2 separate regions of the Oryctolagus cuniculus genome follow, and region 1 is linked to region 2. A link is a contact called in public Micro-C data. All regions are on one chromosome and are shown on one strand. The core of a region is the stretch at or near the end of the contact, and the rest is flanking DNA. Distances in the headings are between cores, read along the strand shown. Region 1 holds the start of DMC1 (DNA meiotic recombinase 1). Region 2 overlaps KCNJ4 (potassium inwardly rectifying channel subfamily J member 4).

The links. A called contact is a pair of places that touch in the nucleus more often than the background predicts.
Region 1: a Micro-C map of ear pinna shows a contact between it and region 2, with 7 times the contacts expected there. The contact joins the promoter of DMC1 here to the enhancer-like site in region 2. A contact is called at or near these places in 2 of 6 Hi-C or Micro-C datasets (ear pinna and an unstated tissue).

Annotation. Positions count from the first base shown.
Region 1 is chr11:115,204,823-115,211,688 of mOryCun1.1, reverse strand. DMC1 (DNA meiotic recombinase 1) reads left to right here and starts at 2,383. Exons shown (of 12, transcript XM_070051499.1): 1 at 2,383-2,497; 2 at 4,244-4,327; 3 at 4,866-4,910; 4 at 6,130-6,276. The coding sequence starts at 4,277.
Region 2 is chr11:115,084,727-115,091,491 of mOryCun1.1, reverse strand. KCNJ4 (potassium inwardly rectifying channel subfamily J member 4) reads left to right here. Exons shown (of 2, transcript XM_051845911.2): 2 at 1-311. Among named protein-coding and RNA genes, the nearest start is that of CSNK1E, 20 kb to the right of the region's middle. Within about 2 kb of position 2,026, at least 2 of the 8 cell types and tissues checked have an H3K27ac peak or open chromatin away from gene starts, as enhancers often do.

The DNA of each region.
Region 1 (6,866 bases), core at 1,134-3,633, 120 kb before region 2:
TCGTGTTGTAGATTCCCCAGCCCCCAGCACTCAGCACCACGCCTGAGACACAGCGGGCCATCCAGGAATCTTTTCTGAATGAATTCAACATGTTTCAGGGAAAATCTACCAGTGAAAAGTCTTATGTTGTGACGAGCCTTCATTCTTGAATTCTCTGCGAAAGCATTTCTCAGGTTGAAGGCCCTGAAACTCCACGGGTACCTGTTGGCAGAGGCGTCCATAGCACTGGAATCATTCTACTCAGGTTCGGTTATAAGGTGGCTGTCCACAGAGGGGCAGTAAAGTGTAGTGTTTAAAATTCAGGTCTTGATTGTAATCCCGTCGCCTGTTCTTAATGTCTTAAGAATATCATAAGGCCGGCGCCGCGGCTCACTAGGCTATTCCTCCACCTTGCAGCACCGGCACACCGGGTTCTAGTCCCGGTCAGGGCACTGGATTCTGTCTGGTTTGCCCCTCTTCCAGGCCAGCTCTCTGCTGTGGCCCAGGAGTGCAGTGGAGGATGGCCCAGGTGCTTGGGCCCTGCACCCCATGGGAGACCAGGAGGAGCACCTGGCTCCTGCCATCGGATCAGCGCGGTGCGCCGGCCGCAGCGTGCCGGCCGTGGCAGCCATTGGAGGGTGAACCAATGGCAAAGGAAGACCTTTCTCTCTGTCTCTCTCTCTCACTGTCCACTCTGCCTGTCAAAAAATAAATAAATAAAGAAATAAAGAATATCATCAAGATGACACAACATTTAAATTTTTTATGGAGAAACTGTGGACTCCCTGAAGGATTTTAAAAAGTGGGCAAACGGTGCGAGTATTGCCGGTTACTAACCGACACGATCTGGCTAGCTGTGCTCTGTATGTTGAATAGGAAAACAGCATTTGCCACATGGGATATTTTTTTAGATGTAGACATATTTTCAGTCTTTTATGACTTTTGAGTTTTGCATGGTATTTAAAAATATTTTCCTCATTCTGAAATGTTAGTACATTGCCCCGTGTTTTCTTCTAGTATTTTTGTGATGCTGTTCATATTTAATCTTTGGATCCATGTGGTACATATTTTGGTATAAGGAGTGAAATACGGCCCTACTTTTATTTTCCATCCAGATGGGGTTCCAACTTCGCTGAGTTCACTTTCCCGCTGACTTGAAATGCCACCTTCATCATAGTCAGAATTTTTGCATGATATGAAAGACTAAGCTTTTCTGGTCCTCATTTGAATAGAAAGGCTTTCGTGCGCACTTCGTAACTCCCTGAGGGCTGCTGCTTTAACACTGGCAGGGTTGCACACAGCCATCGAGAGGGCAGCGACCCGCCATATATAAAGTTGCATGTAACGTCAGTGTGAACCCGCTGCTCCCACGGAGACGACGCAGCGAGCAGATTTCCATCCTCGCCCCGTGGATCTGTCAGCACCGAGCTCACTTCAGTTTCCCTCGCTAGCGCACGGCGCAGAACCCTCAAATATTATGAACACTTCTCCTCCCCAGCTGTCACTACACCGAGCCACATATGGTGCAGCTCCCTACACCATCTCGCTGCGCTCTTGGCAGCTCCTCTGCTCGCCGCATCCAGCCCCGCAGCTGCTGGGCCTGCGGAAGGGGGCCCGAGCAGAGCCGGCCCTCCCGCGGGGCGCTCCCTTCACGGACCGAGGACAGGCTCTCCGGTGGGCTCCGGCGGACAGTCCCCTGCGGTGGGAGGGGGCTACAACGCCGACAGCCTCAAGGGCGTCCTGCCACTTAAAAACTTCCAGTCAGGAGGAAACACTCCATCCTGAGTGGACAGCGTCGGCCCCAGAGAGGGAAACCGGGGACTCCGAGGCGGTGGGGACGGGCCCCGAACCAGCGTCGTGAAAGGTGGAAAAAAACCGCGAATCCAGCCTTGGCGGGGAGGAAAGGCGGCCCCGCGGGTCTCCGGCCTCCGGCAGCCACTTCCGCCCCTCCCCTCCCCGAGGGCGGCCAGCCCAGCGCCCCTCCGACGTCTCCCCCAGCCCCAGGGCCGCCCCAGCTCTCTCCTCGCCCCGAGACCCTCCTCCTCCCCAGCACACTTCCCGCGCGGCGCCCCGCGGCCCCCGCTGCTGGCCACCCCGCGCCAGGTCCGGTGGCTCCCTGCCCCTCGGCCGCAGCTCCGCCCCCTTGCTCTGCCCGCTCCCCACGGCCCGCCCCTCGGCCGGGCCCCGCCCCTCGCCCTGCGCCACGCCCCCTCGCCCTGCGCCGCTTTCCACGGCCCGCCCCTCGGCCGGGCCCCGCCCCTCGGCCCCGCCCCTCGCTCTGCGCCACGCCCCCTCGCCCTGCGCCGCTTTCCACGGCCGCCCTTTGACTTCGCCCCGCCCTTCGGCCCTCGCCCGCCCCCTCCCTCTGCGCCCGTTTCCTCGCCCCGCCCTTCGGCCCGGCCCCGCCCCCTCTGCGCCCCGCCCCGCGGCCCGAGTCCCGTTTTGGCGCCAAACCTCAGCGTTCTGGGTCGGCGTTAGAATCCTGTCAGCTGAGGGCCGGAAAGCCTGAGTGGGGGGCGTAAGAGATTCGCTTCGACAGTCCGGGGCCACCGTGGGTCTGAGCGGAGCGGGTGGCCGAAAGGGAGAGGCCGTGAGGCTCTGAGGGGCCTCCGCGTTGGGAGAGCGCGCCGAGAGCTGGTGTCGCGTGGGTCGCGTGGGTCGCGGGGCCGGGGCCGGAGACCCGCGTTCCGTGCGCGGCCCGGAAGGCATCTCGGATCTCAGCCGTTTCCCGCCTCCGTATTTGAGTCGCGTGGAACCCTGGCGGTCTCGCCCCGTGACGGGAGCATCGGGGGTCGGGGGACGCCCCGGGGAGAGGAGGGTCCCCGCCGCCCCGCCACGCCCCACGGCCCGGCGCTAGGTCGGTTCCTTGAGAAGCACCGGGACGGCCTTTCCGTCTGGTGCGGGCAGGTGCGTGGAGTGATTTTCCCTCCACGAGGTCCGCTGATGTGGAATTGGAGGGAATCCCACCCATAGCCGAGGGACGGGGTTCCAGAAGTTTCTATGGAACCCGCTGTTCCCAGGCACTGCGTGGTGGCTGCTGCACCTCTCTGCCTTGACGCGCCCCCTTTGTCCGGCTTCACCCCGACTTTGGTGTTAAGTGAGAAAATATAATAGACCAGAAAGAATGGGCATTTGCGCCATATTTTATTCTAATGGACACAGTTATGTCTTGTAGCTTCCTAAGATTTAAAAAAAAAAAAACTACCGTGTTAAATCAAAGACTCTTTAACTTAAAAAAAAAAAGATTTATTTATTTATTTATTTGAAAGAGTTACAGAGAGAGGCAGAGACAGAGAGAGGTCTTCCATCCACTGGTTCATTCCCCAGATGGCTGCAACGGCTGGAGCTGAGCCGATCCGAACTCAGGAGCCAAGCCCTTCTTCCAGGTCTCCCAGGTGGGTGCAGGGGCCCAAGCACTTGGGCCATCTTCCACTGCTTTCCCAGACCACAGCAGAGAGCTGGATCGGAAGTGGAGCAACCGGGACTCAAACTGGTGCCCATATGGGATGCCGGCACTGCAGGTGGTGGCTTTACCAGCTACGGCATAGTGCTGACCCCTAATCTATTTAACTTTTATGGGCTCTAATGTAACACTGGGTATCCATATTTTTTAAAAAAATATTTTTGAGGGTCCATCACCTTGGTGCAGTGGTCTAAGCCTCTGCCTGTGGTGCCTGCATTCCAAATGAGAGTTGGTTCTAGTCCCGGCTGCTCCTCTTCCGATCCAGCTCCCTGCTATGGCCTGGGAAAGCAGTGGAGGATGGCCCAAGTCCTTGGGCCCCTGCACCTGTGTGGGAGACCTGGAGGATGTTCCTAACTCCTGGCTCCAGATAGGCCCAGCTCCAGCCATTACGGGCACATGGGGAGTGAACCTGCGGATGGAAGAACTTTGTCTCTCCCTTTAACTCTACCTCTGAAATAAATAAATATAAAATCTTTAAAAAAATTTTTTAAGTTTCACTTTATCTGAAAGGCCAAGAGAAACAAAAAGAGAGCTTCCATTCACTGGAGAAGAAACAAAATAAAAAGAGAAGAAACAAAATAAACCTCATCCCCACCGCCCCTCGCATCCACACCCACAACAGAAATAATGCCCCGTGCCCAGCAGGAAGAAAATAGGCCAGCCCGGCCTTTCCAAACAATGTTGTGCTTACTGTGCTTCTCTGCTCCTTGGTGACTTTGAAATAAAATCAAAGCAGCCTCTGGGCAAAGGATTTTTTACTGTCCAATCTGACTATGTAAACAATATTTCTTATTTTCCCAGAATTGACTATTTTTTAGTTGCTCACCTTTCACTATGAAGGAGGATCAGATTGTGCTGGAAGAACCAGGATTGCAAGATGACGAGGTATGATGAGAATGCAGACATCCAGTCCTTGCTCAAAAAAGTTCCTTGTCTGTTAGCTACTGTTTTTAGAAACTGAGAGCAGAAATAAGACATAGTTATATATTACAAGTATGTAACAACTTGTTTCTCAAGGGGTGCTAAGATTAGCTACTTAGCAACTGCTATGAGAGTATGTTAATGACAACTGGATGGCCATACTGGTACCTGTGTTCACTGTACCCAGTAACACACTCTTCTGCAGGAGAAGAAAGTTGAGAAGACATATTTAAAATGTCAAATATTGTCCCACTCCTTTGGGTAACAGTTTTAAAGTTTTAGGGAGGCTATGACAAAGGTAATTGTCTTCCCAGCCCTTTCAATATTGGTGCTTTGAATTATGTAACAATGTGTTTAGAAAAAAATTATTGATCTTTTATCTGTCTAGAGATGTGGAATTTGAGACAGTTTTGGAGTGACTCATAGTTTTGAATTAACTCTTTAAACATGTGAAACAGATATGCAAAATTAAAACAATTTTTTTCTATTCCATCTCCTATAGGAATCTTTGTTTCAAGACATTGACCTGTTACAGAAGCATGGAATTGTAAGTAGTTTTTCAATGCTATATTAATCATCCAATTCATTTTTCTCCGCATCAGCCTTACTGACACTTGGGGTGAGGGTGGGGCGCTGTCCTGTTCATTCCAGGCATTTAGCTATATTCCTGGCCTCTATTCACCATATGCCAGTAGTACCCTTCCAGGTGTGACAACAAAAAATGTCTACAGACATTGTCAAGTGTAACTTAGAGGGCAAAATTGCCCTGGGTAGGAACCACTGATCAATTGCGAGTGTTCAGAAGTCCCTCCGCACCCATTCCCTAGCTCCTTATATGTACTGTTTTCATGAACAGAAAATGTAGTTCTTGGGGCCAGCTTTGAGATACCTCAGGTTAAGCTGCTGCCTGTGATGCTGGCATCCCATATGGGTGCCGGTTTGAGTCCCGGCTGCTCCACTTCAAATCCAGTTCCCTGCTAGTGTGCCTGGGAAAGCAGCGGAGGGTGTCCCAAGGGTGTCCCTGCCACCCACATGCGAGACTTGAATGGAGTTCCAGGCTCCTGGCTCGGCCTGTTGCAGCTGCTTGGGGAGTGAAGCAGCAGATGGAAGATTCTCTGTCTCTCCCTCTATCTCTGTAACTCTGCCTTTCAGATAAATAAAACTTAAAAGGAAAATGTAATCCTGTGTGCCAGGTGACTGAATAAATGATGTTGGACTTTGAGTAGCCAACTAGATGGATTTCAACTGTAATCAAGTAGTAGTAAAACTGTTGACATTATCTTTTGAAGCCCTCATATTTAATCTCTTTCAGTTGATTTTAGAAAATAGAAACAAGAGAAAATCCTGGTCCTTTGGTGATGTAGTTATTTGCATTCTCCAGGGGCAGATGAAAAAAATTTTACAAGAACATGTTGGAAATGAAATACTGTAGAAGAAAGGAGCTGAACTGAGGGGGTGAAATGTGTGATAAATTTGTTAGCTTTTCCACCAACAGACTTTTATTTTGAATTCCTCGTTACATTGCCATGGACTCAGTAACATTCTTGGGAAATCAGGGCACAGCCAGAACATTTGGCAACCTGCTGGGTATGTTCGACTTAGATATTTCCAGAACATTTGGCTACGTGGTGGGCGGATTCCACCTGGTTGCTTGTATAAAATTGGCATCCTGATGAGGGAGGTGGACACAAAAGCGCATGACATAGTATGGGAGCCTTTCAGCTTGGCGTTTCATCAATCTGCTGTGCCCATTCTTTTATTTGCAGAACGTGGCTGACATTAAGAAACTAAAGTCAGTGGGAATCTGTACCATCAAAGGGATACAAATGACAACAAGAAGAGCCCTATCCAATGTCAAAGGGCTTTCTGAAGCCAAAGTGGACAAAATTAAAGAGGCAGCCAACAAACTGATTGTAAGCAAAATCCATTCTTTGCCACTTTAGAATGACCCTGTGAGTCTTCATAGCCTTCCTCAAGAGAACACCAGGAACTGCTGTCGGAACTCTGAGTCCCTGTAGCTCACGACATAGTCTCCCCATGTGAACTTTTTCTCACTTCAGTTTCAAAGCAATAGCAATTCATTTCTGAAAGATAGAGGTGGAGGTTAAGAGACCTAGAACATTAACGAAGGTAATTGTTTTAACGGAAGCTTTTCTTTTGGTCTCCTTCTAAATTATGTCTCTGGCTTCTTTTTCTTTGCCTTTCCTTCTCCTTTTCAACTTGTTTGTTTCTACCTTCCTTATCCTTATGGCCTCCTCAAATATTATACCAGGAATATGCTCCATGAGGCTGCAGAGCTAAAGTAACCCCTGCCTCCTAGCTGGGCCCATGAACGGTGAGGGGCCCTGCAGCTCTAGGCTGACAGACAGAAACACACATGCCTTTGACCAGGCTCCTGTGTAGAGCTTTGGGAGACCACTAAAGTACCAGCTCTGGCAGTAAAAAGCACAGGACGGAAGTCTGCAAGCCTCCTCCTTTGCAGAAGAACAAACCTCTCCATTTC
Region 2 (6,765 bases), core at 777-3,276:
CGGAGACACCCATCCACCTTCTGCCATTTCTACCTGCAGGACGAGGAGATGCAGTCCCGATCCGCGCACCCCGCCCCGCCCCGCCCCTCCAGCCCAGCGCCTGCCCTTGCCCGGCTGGCCCCGTGCGGCCCTCGGGGCCGGCCGTCTTGGCCCCTGGATGGCTCTGGGTTTGGGTGCAGAGGGAGGACCCCAAGGGGCAAGGGGGAGGGCCCTTCCCTCCCTCCTCGTGGTCCCTCCAGGCTCCCAGGCCCAGCCAAGACTGACAGTGGAGTTTGTAACTATATATTTTTAATAAAGTATATGGTCCAGGAGGGGTAGGCTGGTTGTAGACGGAGGGGTGAGAAAGAAGGAGAGAGAGCATTTGGGAGCGTGTCTGTGCGTGCCTGTACCAGCACGCGCACGCGTATGTGTGTGTGTGTGTGTGCGTGTTTGTGTTCATGCTTGTGTGTGTGCCTGCGGGATGCGTACATGCCCATGTGTAAGTGTGTACCCACGTGTGTCGTGCACGTGCACGTGTGTGGCCCGTCCTCAGACACTGACCATGGGGGACTTGTCACCTGCGTTCTCCCCCTGGGAGCTACTGGGGAGGCTCCCGTCGGCACCACAGAGCCCGTGCCGGAGTCGAAGCTGAGTTATTACCTCCTGGGAGAGCCTGGCGGGGTGACAGGCAGCCCTCCTAACCGGGGTGGGGGCAGTGGGGGAGGGGACCTGACGCCGGCCACCGTGGTCACACGGGCTCCAGGAGCAGCGGGCGGCTGGTCCCTGCCCTGCTGTGGGGTCTCCAGGAGGCGCTCCCCTCCCTGGGCCTCCGCGGTCCTGGGCTGGGTCACAAGCACTCACTCAGGGCTCCCACCCTGGTTTCTCCCGAGCTCCCTGCGGCCGCTGTGCTCAGCTGGACGGCCTGGCTGTTTGCTGGCTGGGGTCCTTGGTCCTCCTCCAGGGGTCTCTCCTCCTCCAGCAGCCACCTTGGGCACCTCGGTGCAGCAGCCTTTGAGGGCAAAGGCAGAGGCTGTCAGGTCTCTGAACTTGTAGAACTGCCACTGGGTTCCAGTGGCCTATCCAGGTCACAAGGCCCTGCCCAGATTCAAAGGGTGGGGAATGGACCCCGCCCACCGCAGGAGCCCTAAGTCGAGGGGCCCTTCCAGCTCCAGCCCTGTCCCACGTGCCAGCCACACGCCCAGCATCCGGGCTGTAAGGAGGCAGAGGGCACCGTCCCTGCCCCCGGGAATCCCCTACCTCAGGAGCCAGCAGGCGAGCTCCCGGGGAGGGGCCACTCTGAAAGACCAGCACGGGCACCGTGCACCCGGCGTGCCTGGCAACAGTCTCACCAGGGGCCTCCAAGTCCCACCCAAATACCTGGGTGCACCTCTCACCTCCCTCAGTTCCCCGAACTCATCCCAGACCCCAAGAGGTCTCGTTGGGCAGGGGAGGAGGTGGGGGCTCAGGAGCCAGGGCCGGGAGACCGGAGGCAGAGGGGCTGCTTCCACTTTGCTCTCCGTGCCTCCAGCAGGGGCTGCCCCCACCTGACTTCCCAGCGTGCACTTGGCTGGGGCAGGGCTACTGGGGCGGGGGGGACGACGCCCTTCCACCCTCTGCCTGGGGAGACCCCCTCAGGCTCTCACCTGGGAGCCCCGGCCCCTCTCTCCAGCACTGCAGGCCTGGCAAGCCCTGGCCGGTCTCGCCCCCCTGCCCCTGCCTGCTGGGTTCTCCGTAAGGCTGCGCCGAGCAGCACCCACAGAGGACTCGGGCTCAGGTGCTCCTGGACTCAGACCCCAGGGCACATGGGGCCCACCCTGCGGGGCCCCCACCACACCCAGAGCTACGGGGCCCCTTCAAGGTCCCTCCCCAACATCCTGGCCCCCGTTTGCCACCTGCTCAGACACCCCTGGCTCTCCGGCCAGTCACAGCAAGGCGACCTGCGGGACGCAGGAGGGGCAAAGCCAAGAGCTCCTGAGCGCCAGGGAGGCACTGAGGGGGCGGGGTGCAGAGCTGCAGAGTGGAGCACAGGCGGGCGCAGGGCGCGGCTGCACGGAGCGGCTCCGCCCCAGATTCTGCCGCTCCCTCCGCTCAGAGCTGACTCACCTTCCCTCTCCCACCTGCTCCCCGTTCACAGCCCTCCCACCTGCCTCCCGCTCTGCTCCCTGCTCCCGCGTGTGCCGCTCCCCGATCTCCCCTGGCAGCCGTGGCGCTGCGCTGTGGGCATAAATCAAGCCTCAGCTATGGGGCTGCAGGCTGCAGGGGCCCAGCCGCTTGCCCCCCACTGCCCTGCCCTGCCCTGCCCTGCCCTGGCCCCTCCCGCTCAGTCACAGCCCCCAGGGAGTGGAAGAAGGGGAGCTGGGAGGGGTGCGGGGGGGGGTGCAGGAAGAGGGTGTGGTCTGGGGGAAGCTGACAGTCAGCTGCTTGCCCACAGCCCCCCCAGACACCAGCCTTGCGAATTCACTGTGGCTTCCTACCCCCCGCTGTTTCTGGAAACCTCCTTTCCTTAGGCGTTTAAACGCCTCACGGTGAAACAGAAGGACATCCGGGGGAGGTCAGCAGGGCACTGCGCCCAGGGCTGCTCCCTCCTGGTCTCTCTGAGTCCTCTCAGGTCAGCGGCCATGACCAGGACTCCTTCTTCCTGGGTTGCATTTCCTGGGTCGTGACTTTGCTGCGCACCGGCGGAGTCTTCCATGAGGACATCGTGCCCCGAGATCACAGGGCTCAGGGGCCTCTGACGGGTCCTGGGGGCAGCCCGAGCCCCGGAATGCGGGCACCTTGAACCCAGGCCTCCCGGCCCCCAGCCCAGCGACCTTCCCACGGCTCCACACAGGACCAGCTACGTCATTCGTGGGGCCCACGCTAGATGGGAGGTGTGGAATTCTTGTTCGATAACCAAGTAAACAGAGCCGTGAAAAGCAGTAAAATCTTGTGCTTTTCCTCGCTTCGGAGTTCCTCCTCTGCTCACACGTGTGCTGTGAAGTTCACTTGCAAAACACAAGCTCGAAGGTCGAAGGAAGACATTCTGAAGCGGAGAGCACAGGGCACGGGTCCCTGCGCGAGGCCGGCCCGGGACTGAGCTCTGCGGCCTCACCCTTCCCCCACTGCAGAGCCCCGGTGCTTCCTCCTCTCCATCCAAGCCCTCCGATGACCATCTGGGGGCAGCTTTGTCCCCCTTGTGGCCGTTTGCTTGGGCTAAGCGCTAACTATAAAGGCTGTCGGGATTCCAGGGAACGTTTGCCAGCCTCTCTGTAAACACAAGCTTCAGGGGTGGGCATGAGGACAGCACTAGGGGCCGGCGCTGTGGCGTAGTGGGTAAAGCTGCCGCCTGTGACGCCAGCATCCCATACGGGCGCCGGTTCGAGCCCTGGCTGCTTCACTCCCAACCCAGCTCCCTGCTAACGGCCTGGGAAAAGCAGCGGCGGATGGCCCAAGTGCTCGGGCCCCTGCACCCACGTGGGAGACCCTGATGGAGCCCCTGGCTCCTGGCTTCAGCTTGGTCCAGTGCTGGACACTGAGGCCATCTGGGGAGTGAACCAGCAGGTGGAAGACCTCTCTGTGAAAAGACACCGCTGTGTATCTCTGATCTGCGCCCTCTATCGGAGTGCCTGGGCTGGAGTCGCAGTTCCTCTCCCGACTCCAGTGTCCGGCCGCTGCCCCTGGGAGACAGCAAGTGGGGGCTCGAGCAGGTGCGCCCCTGCCACCCACGTGGGAGACCTGAGTGGAGCTCCTTGGCTCTTGGCTTCGGCCCAGCCCAGTGTCCAGCTGTTGTAACATTGCACAATGAACCGGTGGGTGGGAGCTGTGTCTGTCTCTCTTTGTGCTTCTCAAATTTTAAAAAAGCCAACTTTAGGGACTGGCACTGTGGCACAGCGGGTTAATGCCCTGGCCTGCAGAGTCGGCATCCCATATGGGCGCCGGTTCGAGACCCGGCTGCTCCGCTTCTGATCCACCTCTCTGCTGATGGCCTGGGAAAGCAGTAGAAGATGGCCAAGTCCTCGGGCCCCTGCACCCATGTGGGAGACCCGGAAGAAGCTCCTGGCTCCTGGCTTCAGATAGGCACAGTTCTGGCCATTGTGGCCATTTGGGGATTAAACCAGCGGATTGGAGACCTCTCTCTCTCTCTCTCTCTCTCTCTCTCTGCCTCTCCTCTCTCTGTGTAACCCTGACTTTCAAAAAAATAAATAAATATTAAAAATAAAAGCCGACTTTAGCACCCAAACCTCTCCACGAGGATAGTACAGAGCAGGATTGCAAAGAGGGGACAAGGAAAAAGCTTCAAAACCAAGCCCCCACCCCCTCTCCTCAGGGTGCTCCCCCGGCCAGTGAGGAAAAGTGGCAGGCACTGGGCACATCCGTGGGCAGGAGGGTGGCCCTGGGGCTCGGGGCCAGGTCCAGTGGCACTAGCATGCCTGTCTGCAGAGGACGGATCTTGGCTGGGAGGGCCCCAGAGTCTTGGGTTCGAATTCTGCCGCTGTCATACAGGAGCTCTGTGACTTTGGCCAAGTTGATTTCTGTCTCTGTGTCCAGATCTATAAAAGGGCATGGCTGTCTGTCCCACGTGCTCCAACAAGACCCCGCGTGTGACCAGGCAGGGAACGGGGTCAGGCACGTGACTGGAACCAAGACAACATGCCCTGCCTCTGGGAGGATTTTGGCTGGCTTACAGGACGAGCCCAGGTGGTTTACGAACGGCCTCTGAGCTTCCTGGCAGCCGCGCAAAAAGGGAAACCCGACGGGCGGCAGAGCTCTCAGTGCCTGAGCCCCGGTAGCAAGAGAAAGAGCTTGGGTTTGACTCCCTGTGGCCCAGCGCAACCTCCTCCCTCCTCTGGGCCCCTCTCCCCCCGCAGCCCTGGCGTGTGGCATCAGCCAGGAGGCCTGAGACAATCCTGCCACGCCTGTCAGGCCTGGGGCAGCAGCGGGCTCCCCCCTGGCTGCACCGGCTGCCCGCTGTGGCCCCAGTGCTCGGGCCGGCCGTGGAGGAGGCAGACCCCTGGGCAAAGCACACCGCGGGAGGGAGGCCACGAGGGGGCTTGGGTGCCCCCTGCAGGGGGACGACGTGCTTGCAGCTACCGCACAGAGCATCTCCCGACCCTGACCGAGGCCCCACGGAGCAGCACCTGCCCCGTCCACTTCCTGGGTCAGCTCACCTGACCCTCCCCTATCACGTCCAGGAGCCGCTCCGGGTCTGTCTGAGCCCCCTTCTCCAGGTCTCCCAGTCACCACCTGGTGCAGGGACAGAGAGGGCTCAGGGAGAGGTGGCAGAGACAGGCGGCCGAGTCGGGCGGAGAGGGGGCGGGACGAGAGGAGACCCGAGCAGACTGGCAGCTCAGCTATGGCTCCTCCCAAGGCCCAGCGAATGCCGGTGCTCAGCCTGCACCTGTCCACACAGGACCCGGGACTTTGGGGACGGGTGGGCATGGAGGGTGGCTGGGGCGGCGTGGGGGGTGTACCCCGAGGACAGCACCGGGGTGCTGAATAACCAGCTAAAGAGAATTCGGAGGCTGAGGCAACCTTGAACTAGAGCAGCTGCCCAAGCCTGGGCCACCCGGGGCCGGGGACCAACCGGTCAGCACCAGGCGCGGCAGCAGCGCCCCGAGCCCTTCCTTCCCTGGGGGTGGAGACAGCTCTGGCCCTGCCCTGGGGGCTGATCTGCATGGTCACGTGGGCCACAGCAGTAGCTGGAGAGGCCTGCACTGCCCTGGTTGCAAAGCTCCCCCTAGCAGGGCGGGGGTCCAGGTCCTTCCCTACCCTGTATGAAGATGGACAGGCTCAGCAGGGTCTTATCCCAGGTCGCAGGGCACCGTGGCCCTCGTCCCGAGGCTGCGGCTGCCAGCCCCCCCACCCCGCCCGGAAGGCAGACTGCAGATGGGGGGGCTTTCCCGTGCGGGCAGCGGTGAGCCATGGGCGGTCTGGGAGCAGAGGAGTGAGAGCCGGGGCCGGCATTCGGGGAGCTGCATGTGGTGGCTGAGTGGTCTGGAGTGGGAGCGGGCGGGGGCAGGAGCAGGAGGCGGGGGCGGGCGGCGCCGCAGCCGGGAGGGGCACAGCCTGCATGTAGCCCTTGCCCAGCTCCAGCTCCCTGGCTCCGGCGGGGGACGCTAGATGGACAGCAGGGAAAGGACGGGCCGTTCTCCCAGCTTGGAAACACAGGCAGGACCCGGGACTCCGGCCGAGGCGCACACACACGTGTGTGAACGTACGTGTGCATGTGTGTGCTTTGCAGCACGGTGAGCACCTGCCCCCCCCCCAGGACACCAGCGCTGCTTATGGCCCGGCCGCCCCCAACCCCCAGCAGCCAAAACCCAGGCTGGAGAGGGCAGGGGGCTGTGCGCCAGGCCCTGCGGGCTCGGCTACCACCGGTGCCCCCTCCCCTGCGGGGAGTCCTGGGCTTCAGCTGTAAACACAGAGGCCCAAGAGCAGTCCCTCCTCTGCAGGGGCGAGGCCGGGCGGGTGGGCCCCTGGGGAAGGCGGGCAGCCCCCGGGCCATCACACAACCTCCGGATGGACAGCCCTTGGGGCCTGCATGACCCCATCTCCTGGAAGCTCAGATGGAGACACCGAGGCAGCAGGAATGGATGCCCACCCCTCCCAGGTCGCCCCCGGGGCACTCAGGGGACAGTGGCTCCTCCTCGTCCCGCCCTCTGCTGTGCAACGTCCGGCATCGTCCGGACCTGGGCTCAATCCCGGCTCTGCCACGTGCTGCTGTGTGACCTTGGACAAGCGTCTCGGCTCCTCGGTTAATGGGGAGCCCCAGTACCCACTTCCATGAGGGTGGAGGGGATAAGGCGT